2 separate regions of the Sander lucioperca genome follow, and region 2 is linked to region 1. The links are chromatin contacts, called in public Hi-C maps. All regions are on one chromosome and are shown on one strand. Each heading gives the region's core, a stretch centred on a gene start, on an enhancer-like site or on the middle of the called end of the contact. The rest is flanking DNA. Distances are from core to core; before and after follow the strand shown.

Region 1 (6,509 bases), core at 1,024-3,523:
GATGGTCCTCTTCCTCAGGCAGCCCATTGACTCCAAACTGAGCCTATTAGCAAGACAACACAGCACTAATGGCACTGCTGCTACTGCCCCTCATGTGTATGAAGACCACACACACACACAAACCTCTTCACTTTTCCCACGCTATTGTTACCTAAAACATTGGTATAACGTGGAACCAGATCAAAATTCCATTTGAAAACCATCACACATCTTGTATGATGGACTGTAGGTGGGAGACATCAAATTTGGGGAGAAATTAGATAGAATCAGCCTTTTTTGGCACTTCCGGTCTACAGAGCAATTTATCTACAATCTGTCATACTATTATTGCAGTAGCCCAGTATTTCATGAATTGTCATGTGAATCCAAAAATAAAATGCCCACTAAGTGCCCTGTCCAATACAGTAAGACAGTACAGACATTTTAACCCATGCACCTGATGATTCCTTTTTACCTCACATTGTTTTGTGTGTGTGACCCAAGGAATACAAGGTAATTTGTTTATCATAATCCATATTTGCTTCATTGTAAGAACTTATTTTACATCACAGTTTCCCCTTTCACTGCCCTGTTAGATTCAAACCATGCAAATGTATTTGTGCCACTTAGAGCACTAGTCAGTTGCTTACAGTTATTGACCCAAAGTGAGTTACCACAGAAATAAAAAGTTAAGTGTGAAGCTGAGTATTGGTCAGTTCCATATGTGACCAGCAGGGGGGTGTAGTGGAGAAGAAGACAGCTGGACAGGAGGCTTCTCTTCTCCCAGTCTCTCTCACTCTCCCTCAGTCTGACACACACATGCATACACACTTTATGCTCAAATTACATATTACAATTTCCCCTAAAAAATCTGAAATATTGCAGGTGTAATATTCCACGGCTAATAGTTGGGAGTAAAACTTATGTTTGTACCATAAATGACCTTTGCCTAGTTGTTTTCCCCATGATTAAGTCTGACAGTTTGTTACACTGGTGGTCAGATGATTTAAGACGAAAGAGTAGGTGCATACAAGGAGTTGTCAGGAAAGAGTATGTACAGTCAGGAATAATGTGTACATTTCCAGTCATTTGAATAGAGAGCAAGAATACCAAAACAAAAATTGATAACTTGATTAAAAACAATCACAGATGCCAGGGGTCATTTCAATAAAAATGATCCAAGACCGGTTGCAAAAAAAAAGGTTTAGATGAAGTTTGGGGAATTATAAAATAGCTCACGAGTATTTGGCTCGACTTTTCCCATCAAATGTAGCCTATACATGCTTCTTCGTTTGTAAATGTCTTGAAAGTTTAGGCTGATCCGTGCTTTGCCACACAGCTGCCGGTTTAGTGAACTTCCCTTGGGCTCACTAACTTCAGTCTCTAGTGCGCACTTTATAAGAGTGTCTGGTCCACCTCTTTTTGTTAAGAGGTGGACTTCATTGGCTTTATGGCAAGCAGTCTCTCCAACGAGAGAGGAGAGAGAGAGAGAGAGAGAGAGAGAGAGAGAGAGAGAGAGGGAGAAGGGGGATAATTCATTCACTTTGCGCACAAAGCGCAGTGGAAATCACCCAGGGGAACGAAACACCAGACAGAGGGGAGAGGCAGAAGGGTGGGGGTGTTGAGAAACAGTGTCCACGCATGCACACGGCCACTAGAAATCCCAAAACTAAATCCATACTCCGATTCTTTAATTTCCTCGTAATCACTCTTAATGTTGTGGAACTAGAAGAAGAAGAAAGAAATACATATTTTGGTAAAGTTGACTTTATCATGGCACACATATAGTCACTACAGATTGTATCTTGCAAAGGACTGGCACAAATGTAAGATATGAACACTGTCCGGTTCCCTGATCTCTCGCAGGAGAGGAAACTGAGATCCAGATTCTCTGAAGACGAGAAAGAAAAAAACCGCTGTTTTGGAGCAGTGTGTGGTCAATTTGATGGTCGGAGAGGAAACAGAACTCACGTTGAAATGATTAAGAAGTAATGATCATTACATTAAAGTGTATTGTTTTTATCCAAGAAAAAAAGCAGAGACGTGTTTTGTCTGTGTGTCTGCCAGTCAGTCATTGAACGAGCCGAGCGCTGCGCGGCAGCACTGCACCTCGGAGCGCTCTGGACCCTGGACACCCCCTCCCTCCCTCCCTCCCCATCCACCCCCACACTCCCAGCTCAGCCTCGCGCAGCCCAGCTCCAGCCTCACACACGTCGCTGTTGAGCACTGTGAGACCCCCACCCCCCTCCCCTTACACCACCACTGCCTGCCACAGTCTCTGCGATCCTGCGCTCCCTCACCGCCTTCACTCCTCTTTCCTCTCACTGATCGTCCCTCTCGGTGTTTCAGCGGAGGGGCTGCACGCGCAATTGCGCTATTGATACCCACTTTACACTGTGTTTAAGGAAAGTCAGCCTCTCTCTCTCTCCCCCTCGCTCTCTCTGCCCTGCTCTCTGGCTGCGCTTTGGTAACCTAACAGGGAGGTGTTAACTACTTTTGCTTCCACAAAGCGCCTCCCGTTATCTCCGGTGCTGCTGCGCAAGAGCCTGAAGGGCTTCTGCTACTGATATTGCCGCTCCGCAGAAAAGTTTTCGGTTTGTTGTGAGGATAAAAAAAAAGAAAGAAGAAGAAGCCGGAAACCGAGGAGTCGTCTGCAGAAAAAGAGGATTCTACCACGGCGAGGTGAGTAACACTGACTGTCTTTTTTGTTGTTGTTGTTGATCGGTTTGAAGCTCATACAGTTTGTGTTTCCACGCCTTTTTCGAGTTCCGCCGCTTCTTTGTGTTTTGGAAGCAGATATTGAGTCGTTTCAATAAACTTTCTCGAGGATTGTGCGCTTTGGTCGCTGTGCGCGGTGGCGTTTCCACGCGTAAAATAGAAAAATAAATAGAAAAGTCACGGCACGGTCTGTCTCCGTTTGGACACGGACTTCCACGCGTGTGCGCGCGAGTGCGTCTACGTTTATATCTGTTAATGTCTCCCTAGGTGTGTGTGTGCACGCGTGTGCGTACATATCCGAGGTTCCCAAACAAGAAAGTGGTTTCTAGAAAAAAAGAACTTGAATAGTTCAGTATAATGCGTGTGTCAGTGCCATTACGCATACATCACCTTCACCATACATTAGCACATTACAAGTAGTGCACGGCTACACACTGCAACCAATATTCAAACTCTGTACAGCTCTACTTGTGTCATTGCGTTTGATGAAGGTGGGTTATGTCCTTTCAGAATTAATGATTTAGATAATTGAATTATACTCAAACCTCCCAATACAAGAGTTAAAAATATATAACTTTATTTTTGCTGCAGAGCTCCCGAGATCTTTCCCTATCACCAGCTAGATCATCAATAATGAACGTTAGTGAGCAGGCCTGCACTGATTATATTTATTTCAAAGTTGAGTTTTAGTTCTGAAGTCAGCAGTGGTTAGTCGACTGTATCTCATGATGATGAGTACATGTGGCTACAACTGCCGTACTGTAATAATCATTCATCTTCATAATCGAAATTGCGTTTTAATCTCGGGTTTTGAACGTCTATTTTTATTCAACCAAATGTGATCGTAGCAATTAAAACCAAATTACCAAAACATTGTGAAAAAGAACAAAACTAGAGAAAAGGGAAAATCCTACCCTATAAGCGTGTGTGAATGCCAGTCCTCAAATGCGCAACAAATTATTCTCAATTTCTCTCAAAGAGAAACAGACGGCTTGAATTAAAAAAGAAAGGCGACTCGCTGCAGCATGGTCGTGCACGTGCACACACACACACACACACACACACACACACACACACACACACACACACACACAGGCCTACACACAGTTGGGAAACACCTGTTAACTAGGGAGCCACTATAATTTACATCCTCCCCCTAAATAAGCTGCGCCCAGCCGGAGGAAGTCCCGGGGGCCTCCCAGCTTCATGGCCGAGCACAGTGAGCGAAAATCGGCTTCCCCAAAGCACCAGGTCCCGTTGCTGCTGCGTCGGTAGTACCGGATACAACATTTACTTTTCATTTACATTTTCGACGTTCTACCGTGTCCCATAGGAAGAAAGGATTATACTTTAAACAGAACTTAAGGTTTTTTATTTTAATTTTTTTTAATCATTTTTGGCAAAAACTTCCACACCTTTGTTTTCTCTGTATTTTTGTGTTGTCCCTCGTCAGATTATTTATACTGTAGACATGATGAGTGCAATTTAATTCGTTTTTATTTCTTTTTTATTCAAAAAGTTAAAGTTTGTATTCGAGTGACGGGCGCAGACAATGAAAACCGTGGATGAGATTGACTTCATTTTGTTAGTTGGACTCACCACTTCTAATCTTTTATAGTCGAAGAAATATTTTACTCAATTTTGTTCCCTCCTTTATTTCTCTGCTTGTGCGCCCGCCTGGTCTTAATCACATCCATGCCGTTTAAAAAAAAAAAAAAAAAAGGAACGACCTCACTGAAGCAAACAAGTGAGCAGTCACGTATACGCGCCCGGATCAACGCGCACTGCAGCACAAAAGCCGCAACCACTCAGAACAGGGAATAATAAAATTACTAGTGTGGGAAAAATGCAGCAGACCTATTAGTAGTAATTTCCAAGTTGAAAAGTCCTCTTACTGCCAGCAATAAATAGCGCGTAAAAACACACTTTTGGAGCGAAGGTGCGCCCGGTGCGGGTCATTGAACTCACCGCACTGTGAAGATTGAATTATTGTTCCTAAAAAATCACAAATTCCGAATCCAGATCCAGTGAACCCAGCGTGATGAATCCCTTCCAAATTGATTGTATTGATTGTCCGATCAACCAGCCCTGACTTCTAACGACCCGGCCGAGCCTTTTCATTTCCCAAACCACACACATTAGCGAGCAATAATTCTCTTTTAAAAGTGGAACATTGGGCAGGAGGAGAGATGTTACAGAAACAAATATTTTCAACATGTTAAATCGCATCATATAAAGTGAATAGAATAGCCTACATGATGGTTTGTTTCCGGTGCGGTGGGCAGTTTTAGTTTAGCAAATTTCTTATTGACACAATTTGCTGATAAAGAAAAGTGAGCATTTGTAATTATCGACAGGCTATAATGAGACAGGTCATTTCTCCGTTAAAGGCCATTCCTCTTCCTATATATTATAGATATAGCCTACCTCTACATGCATTCACCGGATCAGTCATTTTGATGATTGATGTAATGCAGAGTAGACCTTTATATATTTCTCCAGTTCATGTTTACGCATGAACTGCAGTTTTATAAAACCTCCAAATCTCAGTTTAATTCTTATGTTTTAAATGACATATTAATGAGACATTCAGAGCGATTTGGCAGATTGGTTTCTGTTCCATTGCTTTGTATTAAGGGTAAAAGGTAGGCTATTTAAACAATCAGTGCATCAGAAGATGTTTCTGTAAACGATCATTTAAATAGGCCGGTGTTTATTATTAATTAAGAGAAATTAAAGCTGCATTTTTTTTTCACACGCACATGATTGTATCTTTAGCCTATTTAAACGTCTTCTGTGATCTGGCTGTCATCTAGAGTGACGTTTACAGTGCCTGCATCATTTTTTAAAAATTATTTTCCGCTTCAGTTTTGAGATCAGTGATTTACAGGCCTGCCGCTTATTTCACCTTCACATTAAAACGCGCTACGAAAGCCTGATATTTTTATTGATATGTTTCTAATGGAAGTTGGATTTTGATTGTAACTTTTGGGTGTTTTTGAAATTGTAAGTTTTCATGCGCGTTCCAGTCTGTTTGCTAGGCCTATTAACTCAGAGACTTTGTCTCGGAGCCTTGGGATTACACCGATATAAATCACATGTAAGGATGCATTATGTTCAGGCCAAAATATGAATTTAATTATTTTTGAATGAAACAACACAAAACGGGCCTTTTATGAGGAATTCTGCATATATTGCTTTCTCAACCAAATTCAACGTGATAGCCTCGATATTTAATTGAAAGTCTCAGCACATCTGTGTTTTTCTTACTTATTCATTTAGGCCTCATCTCCTCCTCTGTGTCTCCCTCCGCCCTTCCCAAAGGAATAGTCCGTATAGGCGCAAAGAAGAGAACAAAAAGTGTCGAGGTTGGAGGAAAAGTAGCAAAAGATGATTTATTTGTCAGCGTTTTCGATGCCCCACACACACACACACACACACACACACACACACACACACACACACTCTCTCTCTCTCTCTCTCTCTCACAGCAGTCAGCTGTTATTGCTCGCCATTGATCTCTCGTGCTCCCCTCCTTTGCGCAGCGAGAAGTGAACTAAAATTAATGTCCATTTCACACCTCTCTGCTGGCTCGATGGCCGCAGGGAGAGAAGTTTATTTTAATTTGGCTCAGAAGAAGCGCCACGTCCGAGACAAAAAAAAAAAAAAAAGAAGAAAGAAAGAAATCTTCCCACCTGCTTAATTATAATGAAACCAGTTAACTCTCACTTTTATCGCGAATTAGGTAATCATTAAACAAATGGGGAGCAGCTTCAAAATCATATTCATCAGATGAGGAAGGTTTTTTTTCT
Region 2 (6,848 bases), core at 4,087-6,586, 170 kb before region 1:
TCTGTGTGTTTGTTATTCGTTGTCACTCTTTGTTTTGTCACATGCTATCACCAATTTAAATCTAAAAGTAGTAAGTCCTCCCTGTGTTGTTTTAGGAGCTGAGTGGTCTTGGAAACAGAAAATCCTTGCTGGCTGAGTGAGTAAAAACATTATCATCGTCATCTTTTCTGCACTTCTTCCTAATACACACTCACCTGAAAGAGTGTCAACAGGTTGTTGTGCAAGCAGCCACAGTTGCAAAATATGCGGTTTAGAGCACGTGCCATCCCATCTCTTACTGCTTATTAGTGTTTGCATTTCTGTAAGTTCGCCCTGACCCTCGCTGTCATCTTTCAGATGTATAGAGGACAGGTATAAAGCCGTATGCCATGCAGCTCGCTCTCGCTCCATCCTCTCTCTGGGAATCGCCTGTTACAAGAAACTGGACGACAAGGTACAATAAGATGAACCCTTCTCAGATTGCATTCAACTTGTGGACACTGCTGTCTACATAGTCCATGGTCTCCCACACCATTGTGTGCCATGTATCTTGTGCTTGTCAGATATGACAATTTGCCACTGCAGGCTTCTGTGTTATGTCTGTGAAGTTTATCTTCTGCCTTCTCCTTCCCTAGGCTGCAGACACATACCTGGTCCAGGTGTATAACCTGACCCTGCTGTGTTCAGAGGAGTACATCATAGAGCCCCAGTCAGTCCAGTTCCTGGTTCAGCATGGATTTGACTTTAACAAGCAGTACGCCCACGGAATCCCTTACTGTAAGGGCAATAATAAGGTGATGATACTGTTCTGTATTGTGCTGTGTGTTCTGAATCTTGTCCTGAGCCCACTCTAGTCTCTGTTGTACCTGTACTGTGCAGTAATACTCCCCAAAACCTGTAAACAGACTTTGATGTTTAAAATCAGTTCCCCTTGGAAATGAATTATGGTACGCTAATTACACTGTCGGCTGTACAGCATTAACATCCTTGCAATAGATCATGTCTAAATTGGGGCTTATCCGTTACATTTCTCTTTTATTTTAATTATTCTTTTTTGTTTATTAATAATGGGAAAATTCTTATTATTTGACTGCCTCATGCATGCCAAGATGCAAGCATCATGATAGTATTAAAGCATCTAACGGTACAGGGCACATCATATAGGAAAAGACCATAGACAGAACTGAACACCATAGGAACGTGTGTCTGTGTGTCTGTCTGTCTGTCTGTCTGTCTGTCTGATTTTTAGCTGTATTTTTTTCTCTATACCTTCTTTTTTAGGGAGCATCAGACGATCAGGGTGTCCACATCCGAGCCTTATTCACTGAACTGCTGCGTGCCAGGAAACCTCTGGTGCTCCACAACGGCCTCATCGACATGGTCTTCCTTTACCAGGTACCATCAAGTTATTGTGGTTGCTGTTCACTTTCATTCCTTTTGTCTTTTTTATGTTAATTTCACTTGTGTTTCCTTACAAAAAGAAAGTACCACAGTTTTTACAAATATTAGGTAACGAAATACTGACTGGATAATTAAAATCTGTAATTTTGTATAAATTGTTGTTCTCAACATACAGCAAAATGTTTTGCACTTGTTACATCATCTTACTTAGCCGTTGGTATTAGAACTGCAAAGTCGATTACTCTATTAGGTAATTGAAATTAATCAACAACTATTTTGATAATTGATATATTGTTTGAGTATTGTCAAGTATTTTATTCAAGCAAACACACCAAAGGTTCTCTGGTTCCAGCTTCTCCAGTTTATATCATTTATAAACTGAATATCTTTGGGTTTTGGACTGTTGGTGCCACCAAGGTCCGGAGGAAAATGTAATGGACATTTTTCAATATTTTCTTAAATAACAATTAAGAAACATATTTTCACGGATTAAATCAATTGTAGTTGCAGACCAAGTTGGTATCTTGATATTTAGCAAATTAATAATCAACATCAACATTACAGATTAAAATGGTCTTTGTCATGGGTTACCATTAGCTGTGGTAAAAACAAGAGAGTGCACACCGTGTCAAAAATCCTCATAATATAATTCTTGATTTGTATTGGCTTGTAAAGCCCATGCCTTTCTCACAGCACACTGCACTTATTAATGACTGTGTTTTCTTACCAGAGTTTTTATGCACATCTGCCTGACCGCTTGGCCAACTTCACATCCGACCTGTCTGAGATGTTTCCTGCTGGCATCTATGACACCAAATATGTCACTGAGTTTGAGCTCCGGCTCACTGCCTCCTATTTGGAGTATGCCTATAAGAAATGGTGAGTATTGGTTTATAGTAAACTATCGACACAGTAGAAACACAAAAGTATATAATAAAGTGTATATATAAAATACCAGTGTTTGCGCTATATACATTTCCTAGCGCTAAATATGTGAATTTGTGTGCGTGTGTGCGTCAGAATTGCCCTGGAGGGACAAGTTAAGTGTTTTGAATTGAATTAAATTGAATTGTATCTACATCAACCATAATGCACAGGTGTGGTTGAAGTGAAAAGCAGAGAAGAAAGGTGTTTCCTCCGCTGTGTCCATTTTTTTTTTCCAATATCAAGAAACCTCAGAGTGCATTATTGTGCTAGTATCATTACCGTAAAAAGGGAGTTGTGCCGGTGTTTTAAAGTGTCTGTTTTAATCATTCATAATGCCCCTCTCCGTCCCCTCTTTTATCTCCTCCTTTCAGTAAGCTGGATAACAGTCGCAGTGTGACCTCTGGAGGGAGCGGGCCTCACTTTCATGTAGAGTTCTGTCAGTATCCCGGTCACATGTCCAGCTATGTGGACTACAGAGTGTGTCCAGCTGTGGCCTCTGCTGCGGGACAGACTGAAATCTGCGAGCACTTCTCTGTAAGTTTTAACCTTTTTGTAACCAGAGGAAAATTTCAGTTTTACCGAAATTCTCAAGCTAAAGTGAAATGAAACAAATTAAGTTTTTCAAGTTTCAAACTAAATTCCCTTCCCCTCTCCCTCTGTGTGTGTTCTTTCTGTGTGTCAGTTACAACCTACGAGCCAAGTAGACGGTATGTATTTGTGTCAACGTTTTTAACTACCCTGTCTTTCGGTTTGTACGTGTTTGTCTGACAGGGGTTCGGCTGGTGTACGAATGGCAACCAGTGTCCGTTATCCCATGACACTGACCTGATCATCCTCCAGGACGAGAAAGGCACGGGGGAAAAGAGAAAAAAGAGGAAGAGACATAGAGAGAAGAAGAAAGGTGGAGGCAAAGCAGCGGAGGGCTCTTCCATCTTTGACGGTGCCCCCGAAAGCAAAATACCCCACATGGAGGTGGATCCCGAAGAAACGCCAGAGGACCAGCAAGGGGCTGAGCGGACCCCAGAAAGAAGGCCTCTAACGGACAGTGACGGGAACACCCAACCGAAAGAAGGAGAGGCCATGAACACAGGCAGCGAGGGGAACAGAGTGTGTGAAGACAACACAGACTTCCGAAACCTTGCACCAACGTCCACAAATGATGACGACACAGACACAAAAACCAGCACAAGCGATGGTGTAGAAGGCAGAACAGAAGATGCAGTTGGAGAAAGGTTTAGTGACCCCACACCCAAGAATGGCGATCAGGCGAAGAAAGCTGACCCAGGAACGCACCGGGCCGGGTTTGATGCCTTTATGACGGGATACATTTTTGCCCACTCATGTACAATCATCAAGAAGGAAGGAGTGGGAGCTGGAGAGAAGGAGCAGCAGAAGGAAGAGAAGCAGTTGTGGCTTCCTACATGTGTCAATAAGGTTTACCTCAGCCGCAAGACAGCGCCTCTCAATGTGGTTAAAAGCACCTTCTCCAAATCATCCAAGGCCCATGTGCAGAAGATGGAGATAGTATGGGGACGGAGAGTGTAGTGTGCACACTTGCACACAGCATTATAGCGTATACTGTACATGTGCAGGTTCACAATTAGATTATTTTAGCCATGCTAGCAGCTAGTTTCTGGATTTCTGTTGATTTTTAAGAATAGGGGGATAAAATGTCACATTTTTCATCCATTTTGGTCCGTTTCTTATGCTCCCATATTATTTGTATTTCTTTAGCAGACTTAACTAAACATACTGTATGTTAATACTATTGAAAAAAAGATAAAAAATGGAATTTGTGATTGTAAAACCAGCAATATATACAATGGAGAGGCACCTGTTTTAATTTAGTCAGCTAGTATCTCAATGGTTTCTATGGAAACCGCCAAAGTGAGATGATGATTGATATGCATTTATACCACATTTCAGATTTTGTATCATTAACGGTTTCTGAAGTTACCTGTGGAAAATAAACTAATGCTCTTTAACAATGTTTCTTTTATCTTTATTCTGTCGTCCAGGTTTACAGTACCATTCAAACGTTTGGACACACTTTCACCTTTGACTGGTACTATATCTGGAGGGATGATATAGAGTAAACTGGTCTGAAATAAAATCCCTTTATGTAGCCAGTACAATAAAAAAAATATAACTCCGTACACACAGTGTGAATGAACGGTCCAAGGTACAGTACTACTAACTGCAAATAATTCTGTAGAATTGCTGTGTGTTCAGGCTGAATAGGTTACAGTAAAAAAGTATATAGTTAATAAATCAGGAGTAAAACACCAACAGTACCACAATCACAAATTGTATTTATTTGAGTTCAAAAGAAATCCTATTAGAGGTTTAACTTCATTGTTGTATGGTACACTGATCTCAGACTCCAGATTACAAGCGTGGAGAAAGGATTTAAAGGATATTTCATTTGAGTGACTGGATAGAGGTATACAAGAAAGCTCAAATCCAAATGGTGAATAGTTGATTAAAACTATAGCAATACAAGGGGTTCCTGTGCATTGTGTAACCCCAGTTACTTTGCTCAAATACAATGAAATATTCCTGACGTGAAATGCAATAAGATAGTTACTCCACTCTATGTAGGAATGTGAACACATTGACATTTGGAAAGATATGAATTGTATGATAGAAAAAAAACAAATTATCACCAGCCATGTCATTCGATTGAAAAGAAAGGAATATACATTTAGACGTGCATCTTACAGCAATGATGTCTTATTGCTTTACAACGGAAGAAAATAAACCATAAACTATGTGTAGTTGGTTGAAATAAATGGCGAGAAATATGTCATTGGAGAAGATAACATATTGTGTGGGATAGGTTTTAGTAATTTTGGAGTCCTTTCATATGTTTTCTTAAACATGTTTGAGTTGGTGATGTGCTAGTTTCGCATTGCCAGATTATTTTATTTTTTGCATATATAATTTTATATATAGTTTTGTGGAGTATTATGCAGAAGTTCACCAATTTGTCCGACATAACACTATTATACAGAGGGGGGCGGTACTGCAGCATTAGCTGGATGCTATCCGCTGTTCAACCACATAAGAAGAAGAAGCGGGACCGTAATAGTGCAGTGACCTGACAGCCCATCGACCTGTCTGCAGTGTGTAACGTATTTGTTACAATCTGGCATTGCTAATTTAAGCGCTCTGTAGCTTCTCTATAACCCTTTTTTCAACAGCCAAATGAACCGAACGTTAACGTTGGAGAACAACAGTTGATACTCTCGCATACAGAAATGGCAGACGATGAAATAGACTACAATATCGTGTTTCCAGATGCGGGGACATCGGGTGAGAATCATTTCATTGTACTGCATGTCAATACCTCAGTTAGCGTAGCGTACATGCTAACATTTATCTTACAAAGAAGCCGTAAAAAATGTAATTCTGCCGGCTGTGTAAGCTTAGCTCGCTAGCTTCGTTTTAGCTTAGCTTGCTGTGACAGCTTTTGGTAGCGTGCTTTTTTATCGTCTGTCTTTTTTTCAGAGAGACACTGGCAGGGGACAAAGGAGCCAGTTGTGATTCTGTTGGGCTGGGCTGGTTGCAAAGACAAACACCTCTCCAAATACAGCTCCATCTACAATGAACAGGTGAAAACTAAATACGATCATCTCACAAGGCATTCTGCTAATTTATACGATCAATTTAGCAGCACGATGGCATTTTAGAAGCATTAACATCACAAACTCATTTTATTTCTTTCTTTATTCTTCTTTCCTCACTTTTAGGGATGTGTCACCATCCGCTACACAGCTCCCTTGAAGACAGTCTTTATCTCAGAGTCGTTTGGCTACAAGGAGCTGAGCAGTACGGCCCTCAAGTTGCTGGAGATCCTCTATGACTATGAGGTGGAGAACAGTCCTATTTTCTTTCACATATTCAGTAACGGTGGCTTCATGCTGTACCGTTACATTGCAGATTTGTTGCACAATGATAAACAGTTCAGTTCCTTGTGTGTGATTGGGGCCTTAGTGGACAGTGCCCCAGGTAGTGGGAATGTCCGCGGGGCCCTGCGTGCACTGACGGCCACCCTGGGGCCCAAAATAACTCCTGTTTTAAGGTACGTCCTCTTAGCGCTTTTCGCAGTGACTGTTTTCCTGTTGCGAGTCGTGCTGTACCCCTTGACCAAGTACATCCACAAGAACCACTATGACGCCGTGCAGGAGCGTCCGCCCGCCTGGCCTCATTTCTACCTGTACTCCCGAGCTGACCAGGTGATCAGACACACAGACATCAAGGTCTTTGTGGAGACCCTGAAGCAGAAAGGCGTCCCGGTGGACAGCTTTGATTTTGTTTCCAGTCCCCACGTTGGTCATTTCCGGGACTTTCCTGAGCAGTATGCTCTGAAGTGCCGCAGTTTCCTGGTTGCTTGCATGAAGGACTTGGAAGGAAACGAGACAAAGAAGAGACAGAGGGTTCCGAATCAGTGAAACTCGGAGAGAAGCTCACACGATTTTGCCAACCCTCTGTTAAGCTGTCTTGCGAAGAAAATCCGACAAACTTTGGTTTTTCTCAGT

The links. Hi-C and Micro-C count contacts between places; a contact is called where the count stands out from the background.
Region 2: a contact with region 1 is called in a Hi-C map of muscle, with 3 times the contacts expected there. The contact joins the promoter of tmem53 here to the promoter of rnf220a in region 1. A contact is called at or near these places in 2 of 2 Hi-C or Micro-C datasets (liver and muscle).

What each region holds. Positions count from the first base shown.
Region 1 is chr9:41,807,534-41,814,042 of SLUC_FBN_1.2, reverse strand. rnf220a (E3 ubiquitin-protein ligase RNF220a) reads left to right here and starts at 2,273. Exons shown (of 18, transcript XM_031311159.2): 1 at 2,273-2,661.
Region 2 is chr9:41,977,141-41,983,988 of SLUC_FBN_1.2, reverse strand. tmem53 (transmembrane protein 53) reads left to right here and starts at 5,336. Exons shown (of 4, transcript XM_031311184.2): 1 at 5,336-5,434; 2 at 5,511-5,622; 3 at 5,818-5,921; 4 at 6,060-6,848. The coding sequence starts at 5,568. The coding sequence ends at 6,761. It overlaps si:ch73-382f3.1 (52 kDa repressor of the inhibitor of the protein kinase), which reads right to left and starts at 4,516. Exons shown (of 5, transcript XM_031311176.2): 1 at 4,506-4,516. toe1 (target of EGR1 protein 1) reads left to right here. Exons shown (of 8, transcript XM_031311174.2): 2 at 96-136; 3 at 337-433; 4 at 615-773; 5 at 1,261-1,374; 6 at 2,111-2,259; 7 at 2,679-2,841; 8 at 3,079-4,292. The coding sequence ends at 3,852.